Regions from separate parts of the Mus musculus genome. Here all the other regions are linked to region 3. A link is a contact called in public HiChIP or PLAC-seq data. All regions are on one chromosome and are shown on one strand. The core of a region is the stretch at or near the end of the contact, and the rest is flanking DNA. Distances in the headings are between cores, read along the strand shown. Region 1 overlaps Clec16a (C-type lectin domain family 16, member A). Region 2 overlaps Clec16a (C-type lectin domain family 16, member A). Region 3 overlaps Clec16a (C-type lectin domain family 16, member A).

What was found. HiChIP or PLAC-seq counts read pairs in DNA pulled down with a chosen protein or histone mark.
Region 1: a CTCF HiChIP or PLAC-seq map of CD8 T cells shows a contact between it and region 3, with 9 read pairs. The contact joins two enhancer-like sites. A contact is called at or near these places in 3 of 15 datasets of contacts at CTCF or cohesin (CD8 T cells, the NIH/3T3 cell line and embryonic stem cells), 26 of 484 Hi-C or Micro-C datasets (the HL-1 cell line, bone marrow-derived macrophages, cranial neural crest and 11 more) and 10 of 115 datasets of contacts at active chromatin or transcription factors (the 230-238 cell line, CD8 T cells, bone marrow-derived macrophages and 5 more).
Region 2: an H3K27ac HiChIP or PLAC-seq map of CD8 T cells shows a contact between it and region 3, with 15 times the contacts expected there. The contact joins two enhancer-like sites. A contact is called at or near these places in 1 of 15 datasets of contacts at CTCF or cohesin (CD8 T cells), 9 of 484 Hi-C or Micro-C datasets (Th1 cells, bone marrow-derived macrophages, cerebellar granule neurons and 6 more) and 8 of 115 datasets of contacts at active chromatin or transcription factors (CD8 T cells, Th17 cells, bone marrow-derived macrophages and 3 more).

What each region holds. Positions count from the first base shown.
Region 1 is chr16:10,739,534-10,742,647 of GRCm38.p6, forward strand. Clec16a (C-type lectin domain family 16, member A) reads left to right here. Exons shown (of 23, transcript NM_001204229.1): 23 at 2,081-3,114. The coding sequence ends at 2,436. Among named protein-coding and RNA genes, the nearest start is that of Socs1, 44 kb to the right of the region's middle. Within about 2 kb of position 1,783, at least 66 of the 459 cell types and tissues checked have an H3K27ac peak or open chromatin away from gene starts, as enhancers often do. A contact at or near this core is called in the 230-238 cell line, CD8 T cells, double positive thymocytes and 1 more, where this site is marked.
Region 2 is chr16:10,723,696-10,726,644 of GRCm38.p6, forward strand. All of the region lies in intron 21 of Clec16a (C-type lectin domain family 16, member A), which reads left to right. Among named protein-coding and RNA genes, the nearest start is that of Gm15558, 42 kb to the left of the region's middle. Within about 2 kb of position 1,601, at least 24 of the 459 cell types and tissues checked have an H3K27ac peak or open chromatin away from gene starts, as enhancers often do. A contact at or near this core is called in CD8 T cells, Th17 cells and regulatory T cells, where this site is marked.
Region 3 is chr16:10,637,812-10,641,033 of GRCm38.p6, forward strand. It overlaps Clec16a (C-type lectin domain family 16, member A), which reads left to right. Exons shown (of 23, transcript NM_001204229.1): 17 at 976-1,104. Among named protein-coding and RNA genes, the nearest start is that of Gm52264, 19 kb to the right of the region's middle. Within about 2 kb of position 1,365, at least 82 of the 459 cell types and tissues checked have an H3K27ac peak or open chromatin away from gene starts, as enhancers often do. A contact at or near this core is called in the 230-238 cell line, CD8 T cells, Th17 cells and 2 more, where this site is marked.

The DNA of each region.
Region 1 (3,114 bases), core at 533-3,032, 100 kb after region 3:
TTTCTTTGCCCCCTTGGTTAGATAAATTTGCTGCCCATTTTCAGGAAATAATTTCCAGTATAGACAGCAGTAGAAGGTGGGAGCAAAAGGACATTCCTTTTTTTTTTTTTTCTATTAAAATAACTAGGGGTATTTTTTAAAGTGGAAAAAACAGCCCTTTTAACAAAAAGTTGCTACTTTTCTAAAGCAGCCATTTGTGTGGCATTGTTGGTTATTTTGCTTTTTTGATGGATTTGAAGGTGTGTTTGACCATGGTCTCCCTGCCTTCATGATTATTCTCATCCGCAAAAGCCCCACTAGAGAACCAGGAAAGAGGTAAGAACCCAGGAAGGCAGCGTTTCTGTCCCCATCACCAATAGCAGGACAATTCCATTTGCAGCGGGGGTCATTTCCAAGCTGCCTAGTCACAGCCTCTCGTGGAGGCCTTCCCAGGCAGGCTCAGACCTGTCCCAAAACTTTGAAAAAGGTCACTGAGCAGCTGAGTGCCACTTAGACATGGAGGGTTCACACAGGGTCACAACAGGAACCTGAACTAAAGCCAGCCCAGCTCCCAAGCATGGCTCGTACAGTGAGACAAGTCAGTAGTTAGCGGAGACTGTGAGCAGCGAGGGACGGCGGTGTGAGCACAGCAGTCTGCACAACAGACACCTCTGTCTCTTTTTGCACCAGTTCTCACTGACACCCACAGCCCCCAAGCAAGGGCGGGCCCAAAGCCATGGGAAGTGGCTCTCTCTAGACTCCTGCTCTCTCCTTCCTGTGTTAAGAAAGGACACTGGGTAAAGGAGCTCCTGGGCAAACATTTGGCTAGCATTGTGCCTGAGGCCCTGGGTTCCATCCCCAGCAGTCCAAAAACCAAAGTACAGCTCTTAGAAGGAACGGAACTGACTGACCCTTCCATCTTCCCAGAGTCCAGAAGGAAGGCACACGGCAGCATGTGCTGGCGTGCTGGCTGAGCAAGCGAGCGAGCGAGCAAGCGGCATGCGCTTTCCTCCCCTTTGGCTCCCCTGCTTGCCACCATTCCTCATGTTGCCTGCTTTTATTCTGTTCTTCGTTCTTCCATCCTTTGGCTCTGTGTTTGGTTTGCTTTTCTGTTTTATTTTGGCTTTAGAAAACAAAATGAAGTCACCAGAATAACATTGAACTAAAACTACATCCCATCTGCCCCAAATCCCCTCATGAAGCTCTAGGACTGAACAGTTGCCATCTTCTTCGGAGGCCTGTTAACCCTAGAATCCATACAGATATGAACGTGTAGCCAAGCCACATCCCTAGCACCTCCTCTCGGGGTCTTAAAGTCCCCAGGCTGAAGTGCTGAATGGCTCTTCCCTTGAATGCCACACATTCCTGGCTGGCATCATTGAAAAGCAAGTGGCCTGCATCTATCCAGTCTCCAAGGGTTTAATAAAGAACCAAACAAACAACAACAACAACAATTCTACACTGGGTGCTCGTTTTGGCAGCACATATACTAAAAATTCCACATTGGGTGGAGGCTAGCTCAGTAGTGGCCCTGGGCAAGCCCATCTGCTTGGTGGGTGCAAGCTTAGTGCCTGCAGAAGGCGGAAGCTCACAACAGTACAAGATTTTAGAAACTAGAACATTCTACCTTTTAAAAAAAAAAAAAAAAAAAAAAAAAAAAAAAAAAAAAAGCTGTTACACTGGATTCCTTGGCAAATATCTCCAAATGTAGGCTCTGGAAATAGCCTGGGATTGTAGAGACGCCCCAACCTGTTTGCTTTCAGTTTCTGTATTTACCATTAGGCAATGCTCCAGACTCTCTGCCTGCACACAGAGCCTGCCCAGACCAGGTTTCACTTTCAGTATTCAGGTGTTGATTTCAGACAAGGCCTGAGTTTTCACAAGTCAGGTACCCAAGATCCTAACACACTATCCCTAGGCCTAAGTTAGATGAAGCTAGGAGCTTCTGGGTCCCATCAAGGAGTTGGTGGAACAGGCATGCCCCTAATATTAGCAGTCTCCCCACAGAGTTTTCCACCCTGGTGCAGTGCAGGAGTGGCAGGTGCCAGCTGAGTACAGTGTCACTGGAGCTGAGAGTATCTCTGTTTTCCTTCCCACCTAGATGCCCCCACGACTCCAGAACAGCCTCAGCCTCACCTAGACCAGTCAGTGATTGGGAATGAAATGGATGTCAACTCCAAGCCCAGCAAGAACTCATCGGCCAGGAGCTCTGAGGGGGAGACAATGCACCTGTCCCCTAGCCTCCTTCCCGCCCAGCAGCCCACCATCTCCTTGCTCTACGAGGACACTGCTGACACACTGAGTGTCGAGTCACTGACCATTGTCCCCCCGGTCGATCCCCACAGCCTCCGAGCCCTCTCTGGCATCTCCCAGCTCCCCACACTGCCTGCAGCAGATACGGAGACCCCAGCTGAGGGTGCTGTAAACCCAGAGCCTGCGGAACCCACAGAGCACTGAGTGCGCCAGAGCTCTCCCTTTGTGTGTGCGGCCCGCTGGTAGGGACCCCCCATGCATTTTGTGACAGCAAGACACACTGGGAGCACCCACAATTCTCCGTGGCCCTGAAAACTGCCCCTCATACCTCTCCCTACAAGACAACCACCAAGCACTCATTTGCTCTGACCTCTCGCTGAGCAGGCTGGGATCCTAGAAACGGCCTCCTGTGTAGAGACGATGGCATTGGCCACCTCAGAGGGGTCTGGGGCCCTGCCCCTGATCCTGACAGCCGCAGGGGGCAGGACCCACTGGCACCGTCCTTTGGGCAGCTCCTTTGTCTTCCCTCCCAGTGTGCACAGAAGTGGACAAGGTTACTCTGGGTAGAAACCTGTGGAGAAGCAAACCTAGATAAGCATCTCCTCGAGCTAGTTATTTCTGGTTTTGGCAACAAATGAAGAGATTTATTTTAAAAGAATCTATTTTGGAGGAGGGGCAAAAAGAAAAAGCCCTCAACCATAAGGCTCGGAGTCTCATTAGAAGTGTCAGCTGTTAAGGTTCTCTGTCCTTAGAACTTTTCCATGTTTTTATTCTGAAGTTGTGGCTGTCACTTCCTCTGTTTTCCTGAGTGATTCTTCTTTCTCTGTCCCCAACTCTACAAGCCTGTGGGGTGATGATGTCTCTCCCTGAAACACTGAGGTA
Region 2 (2,949 bases), core at 351-2,850, 86 kb after region 3:
CAGAGTGGGGGGTCTTACACTGATGGTCTCAGCCCCTGATATCTTTCAGGACCCAGGGTGTTAACACTGTGTTTTCCTGATAGAACAGAAGGCTTTCTTAGCCTCCAGGTCTCTGTGGGGTCAGGGAAGCCTCTTAGTTCTTCCCACCCTTCCCACCCTCTTTCACTTTCACAGCCAAACTTGTACTGTGTGTGATCTCTACCAGTGGGATCCACAGAAAAATCTGGAAAAAAAGCAGGGAAGCCACTCTCTGGCACTGCAGTGCACCAACCAGAGCACTTCCTTTTTCACTCTTGTAGAAATCACAGTGTCACTGCTTAGAGAAGTAAGTTTGATGAAGGCCACCATGTGGTGGCTTCTCGGCAGAATAAATGAGACACTTTCTAAAGGCAAGCAGCTAAGTCTCCTCTGCTGCTCTCGGGGACGTGCCAGGAGAGGGTCAAGGGATGCAGACTCTCAGTGACCAGTGGGTCCCAAGACTTCCACCATGCTATGCTTTCCCCCTAAGCTGGAACTCCTGAGAGGCTCAAGCTAAATGTGCTGTTCTGTGACAGAAGTCTTCCTACTGTCACTTTGATTTGGCATGCAGCCCGATGTCGGTCTAGTACTAGCTGCTTCTGTTATAGGGCTTCAGGGCTTGTTTCTCTGGTGGTGGGCTTCAGTTCTCAGAGGGATACAGATGTATGCTGGGAGCAGCAAGCCCTACAAGTCTGTGGGTAAGGATAGAGTTAATCCTGAAAGCAGTGAGCCCCTGGTGGTCTGCCAGGTGTAGCCCTACATTACACAGAGTAGGAGCTCCTTAGAATGACACTTGAGTTGAGCAGGCTTCTGCACTTGACCTTCTGAGAGGCCCCTGTGGAATCCCCTACATAGACTCAAGCCAGTTCCATAATTCCAAAAAGGCAAATGCTTTTTAACCTGGAACACTTATATTTTAGTCAAATACCCAGAAGGCACCACCAGCCCCTGCTTTCTTGGAAGATTAAAAAAGCTTCAGCCCAGGCCCCAGTGTCCCTGTCTGCATACTGTGCAGTCTCTTACCGCCCTCAGGTTCAAGGTCTTAGTCCTCTTTTAGAATCTTTGATTTCTGGTTTGAACTCAGAAAGAAACTCAGTCCATCCACTGGGTTCTACCAAAACCTCCACTTACATCATGGAAGGAAGTTGAATTCATAATCAGGATCACTTGCCCCTCCCCTTTTTCTTCATCCTACCATGTCCAGATCCCTGTACTCCACCAGAACTACCAGCCCCATAGGCTCAGGGCAATTTTCTCCCTACCAGAAGAAGGTCAGAGCCAGCATACCAATATGACCAGGGGACGTAGCCTGTATCCTGCATTAACAAGGCATTCCTCACAATATCAGATAAGATTAGCTTCAACAACATAGAAAATGCTAGAAGGGAGGTTTCTGTTGCTCTCCAGTGACAGCTTCATGAATATGGGTAAACAAGGGATCCATGAGGCATCAGAGACCCTGCTCCTCTCCACTCAGTGTTCTTCCTTCCCTCATAAAGAGTTCCCCTCTTAGTCCAGGATGACTGCTGGACTTCTGTCATCCGTGTTCCAGGAAGCAGAATAGAGGATGTACCTACCCTCTTTCCTGTTGAAGAAGCTTCTTGGAAATCCCACATGCCACTTTGATGTCTGTCTCATGGCCACAACTCAGTTATAAGGCCATGCCTAGTGGCCAGGTTCTGTAACTGCAAGTGAAGGGAGAAATGAATAATAGAAATAAGCTAGCTATCTCAGAAACACGTCCACAGGGTTCTTGCTGCTTAAGTAGTGAAAGCTGTTACCCAGAACACTAGTCATCTTTGCAGTTGGGTTTCTCATACACTGCCTGAGCAGGACAGACTTGGTGGGGTATTGGGGGGAAACCTTTGCCCAAGCTGGCAGCTAGCACTCAGGCCCAACAAGTGCCAAGGACTGCAGGCCAGCCTGGGCTGCTGGAAGGAAGCGCTGAAGCAGAGGTAAACAGGAATGGACTCATCCCACCTCTCAAAGCCAGAGTGGACAGAACTTGGACTTGAACCTGGGATCCTGACTCCATGCCCAGTATTCCCTGTCACTGGGCTTAAAAATGGGAGGCTTCAACATCCTTAATCATCAGGGAAATACAAATCAAAACAACCCTGAGACTCCACCTCACACCAGTCAGAATGGCTAAGATGAAAAATTCAGGTGACAGCAGATGCTGGCGAGGATGTGGAGAAAGAGAAACACTCCTCCATTGTTGGTGGGATTACAGGCTTGTACAACCACTCTGGAAATCAGTCTGGCGGTTCCTCAGAAAACTGGACATAGTACTACCAGAGGATCCCACAATACCTCTCCTGGGCATATATCCAGAAGATGTTCCAACAAGTAAGAAGGACACATGCTCAACTATGTTCATAGCAGCCTTATTTATAATAGCCAGAAGCTGGAAAGAACCCAGATGCTCCTCAACAGAGGAATGGACACAGAAAATGTGGTACATTTACACAATGGAGTACTACTCAGCTATTAAAAAGAATGAATTTTTGAAATTCCTAGGCAAATGAATGGACCTGGAGGGCATCATCCTGAGTGAGGTAACCCAATCACAAAAGAACTTGCATAATATGTACTCACCGATAAGTGGATATTAGCCCAGAAATTTAGAATACCCAAGATATAAGATACAATTTGCTAAACGCATGAAACTCAAGAAGAACAAAGACCAAAGTGTGGACACTTTGCCCCTTCTTAGAATTGGGAACAAAACACCCATGGAAGGAGTTACAGAGACAAAGTTTGGAGCTGAGACGAAAAGATGGACCATCTAGAAACTGCCATATCCGGGGATCCATCCCATAATCAGCTTCCAAACACTGACACCTTTGCATACACTAGCAAGATTTTGCTAAAAGAACCCAGATATGGCTGTCTCTTGTGAGACTATGCCGGGGCCTAGCAAACACAGAA
Region 3 (3,222 bases), core at 115-2,614:
TGCCCCTTTCAGCTTGGAAATGTTAACTCTACAGGTTGTTTATGATTTGAAAAAGTTGGGGCTCCCAAGCCCCTGAAGTGTTTGCCTTTATTGCTTCCTAACTGTGTGCCCTTGGGCGGGTTACTTTTAATCTGAGTCTGGCTGTTTGTCATCTCTGCAGTGGAGACCTCTGAGTTGAAATACCCAGCAGCTGGCCTCACACAGGACCCATAAGCCAAAAGTGTGTCCTCTCCCTCATCCCACCCCACAGGAAGTGTGTCCCCTCCCCTCATCCCACCCCACAGGAAGTGTGTTCCCTCATCCCACCCTACAGGAAGCTTCCTGGGGTTTGCTTCTTTTACTCCAGTGTTTATGCGTTCTGCTGGACAATGCTTGCCATTCTCCAGAAACACTAAGGCAACACACCTGCAACTACAGTCAGTCCTCAGCTGCCCCTAGAACACTGGCTTCTGAGCTAGCGTGAGTGAGTGCCACTCAAGCTGCTCACACATTCTTTAGTGACTCAGGTTTATTACCAAAGGGATGACAGACCCTGAGACTCACTGTTATCCCCACCCCCATGGAGAGAATGGGAGGAATCCCATGGAGGAGGTCCTGGCACTGTAGGAGCAATGGAACCAATCTGTATTGTAAGAAGGCCCTGCTGTGAAACCAGTGCCAAGAACAGCCTGGAGTGGGAACATGGCTCTGCCACCCTGCTCTGGGATACAGGGATTTTGAAAAAGGGACTCAGGCCTCTGGAAAACAGTGTTAAACATGTCCCACAAAGGAAGGCAGCCAGTCAGCACTAGGCGGTCATGGGGCCCTCTGACTTAAATGAAGGGAAAAGTACACACACACAACTTGGAGAATGAAAAGAGCCTGCCACTCATCTGGCACACGAGAAATATAGGCCCCGTCTAACCCAGAGCTGGCTCATTTGTGGCCCAAGTACAGGAGGGCCTTTGCTGAGGCTTCCTGTGCTGTCTCTCCTAGATAAAGCCCATGAATGTGGAGTATCTCATGATGGATGCTTCCATCCTCCTGCCCCCAACGGGCACTCCACTGACTGGCATTGACTTTGTGAAGCGGCTGCCATGTGGTGATGTGGAGAAGACGAGGCGGGTGAGTAAGTGCTTTCTGGCCTCTCCTAGGCCATAGGGAAAGGGTCTTTAGATCAGTTGAAGCCTACCACCAATAGGTGTCTAGTCACCTGGAAAGAATAGCCTCACGCATGCACCTACTACCATACATGGCTTTCTTTCCAAAGCCTGGTGCCCTTGGAAATTGGAGATTGAGATTCTGTGGCAACTGGCACCTCTGTGGGCTGCTGTCAGACTACCTGCGCCAGGGCAGAGTGCAGCCAAAACCCTGGATGGAGGCCAAGCCAATCTTCTTTGAAGCAAGGGAACCCAGAGCCTAGAACAGCCAGTGTGGGAGGTGGATGTGAGCCCTAGGCACACTGGCAAGCTGTCCGATAGTGAGAGGATGGTGCTGGCTGCGCAGGAGAGCGTGCGTACAGAGCCCTGTTCTTAGAACAGCAGAGGTGATCCCCTTATCAGCACTTTGTTCTGAGGCGGCCGCTCTAGGAAGCAGCCTCGCTCAGGCTCTTCACAGTATTTTATCTCCTGCGTAAGATCTCGGTTTCTTTCTTAGAAAGCAGCACTGCCTTTTCCTGGAAAATCATTCCCTGGAGACATGACTGGGAGTGGATAATTTAGAGGCACTCATGATCGCTCCCAGGCTCACTACATCGTCCTTGGTCTGCTTGTGGCTTGGGGGTCTCACTTTAGGATTTCAGAAAGCAAGTGACATAAAGTTGTGTGTGCCTCAGACAAGAACCTCTGTGACCTCCTCCGCCCTGCTGGCACTTTTAACCATGTGCTCAGGGGCTACAGAGGAAGTGGAGACTTTGTATCTTCAAGCAACACACATTCCCAGCCCCCTGAGCAAACCACAGACTCCTGCAAGTTGTCCTCTGACCTCCATGTGTGCACACAACACAAATACTTTTTTTAAGTGTAAGATCAAAATACCAAAAGTGCCCCTGACTCCTGCCAGCCCATAAGGGACATCCATGTTGAAATCAAAGTCATCACAGTTTGGGGTTCCAAGCAGAACTTGAATTTGAGTTATCCCCACTCAGGTAGGGGCAGTTGGAAGGAGTGGCTGAGAAAGAACATGAGTTCCTTAGTCAGGCCTACAGAGGTTATAGCTGTGTGATCTTGGAAGCATTGTTTAAGTCCCTGAGCCTAAAGTTCCTCCTGTGCCCCCTCAGCTTTTGCCCACAGTAGCTGGCAGGATGGCTGTGAAGTTTCTGGCCGACAGTAAACACTGAAAGTGTGTTGGTGGGAAAGGAGTGCAATGCACCAGTGTCTTAAGATGAGCGAGAGGTTCCACTCAAGGACTCGCTAAGCTTAGTGCAGAGGAGAGCCAGCAGGGGGCGCGGGCAAATGGTAAAGTCTGAACTGAAGTATCAGCTATCTGGGAAGCCACTGCCCAAGGGTCCCTGTGCTAGGGTGTTGTGTTTGGTACTAGGGATGAGGCCAGAGCATGCACATGCCAGCACATGCTCACCCTCCTCTCAGTTTTGATTGAGACAGTGTCTTACTAAGTAGCCCAGATTGGCTTCTACCTCAGCCTCCCAGATATCTGGAATTACAGATTTGTGTCCCCACATTCTGATCCCATGTTCCCTGTGGGCACAGCAGGTTTTTATGTTTGTCACTATTGACCTTGAGGAAATGGGGTGGCTGTGTGTTACACATTAAAGAAAACTCAGTCAGAGCTCAGCATTTTTAAAGGAAGGACATTTTTCTTCCATATTTCAACACTTAGAGACATTTGCTTCTCCTCCCATCTTTGTCTACAAACTCAGCCCCTTATGATGGCACAGGAATTTTTGCCATGGTGTCACCTGCATCTTCCTTTGTTCATTGTATTATGAGGTTTCCTGTTGTAAGCGTGGTTTTCGCAGCTCTGGACAAGCTTCCCAGTTCTTACATGCTACCAGTGACATCACCCCAGCCTACAGGGGAGGGGCTTTCCTCTCTTTCTCTCTCTCTCTTTCTTTCTTTCTTTCTTTCTTTCTTTCTTTCTTTCTTTCTTTCTTTCTTTCTTTCTTTCTTTCTTTTGGAGACAAGGTCTCATGTAACCCAGGCTAGTCTTAAACTCACTATACAGCCACGGTTAACTTTGAATTCCTGATCCTCCTTCCACTACAGCTCAAGGGCGGAGAACATA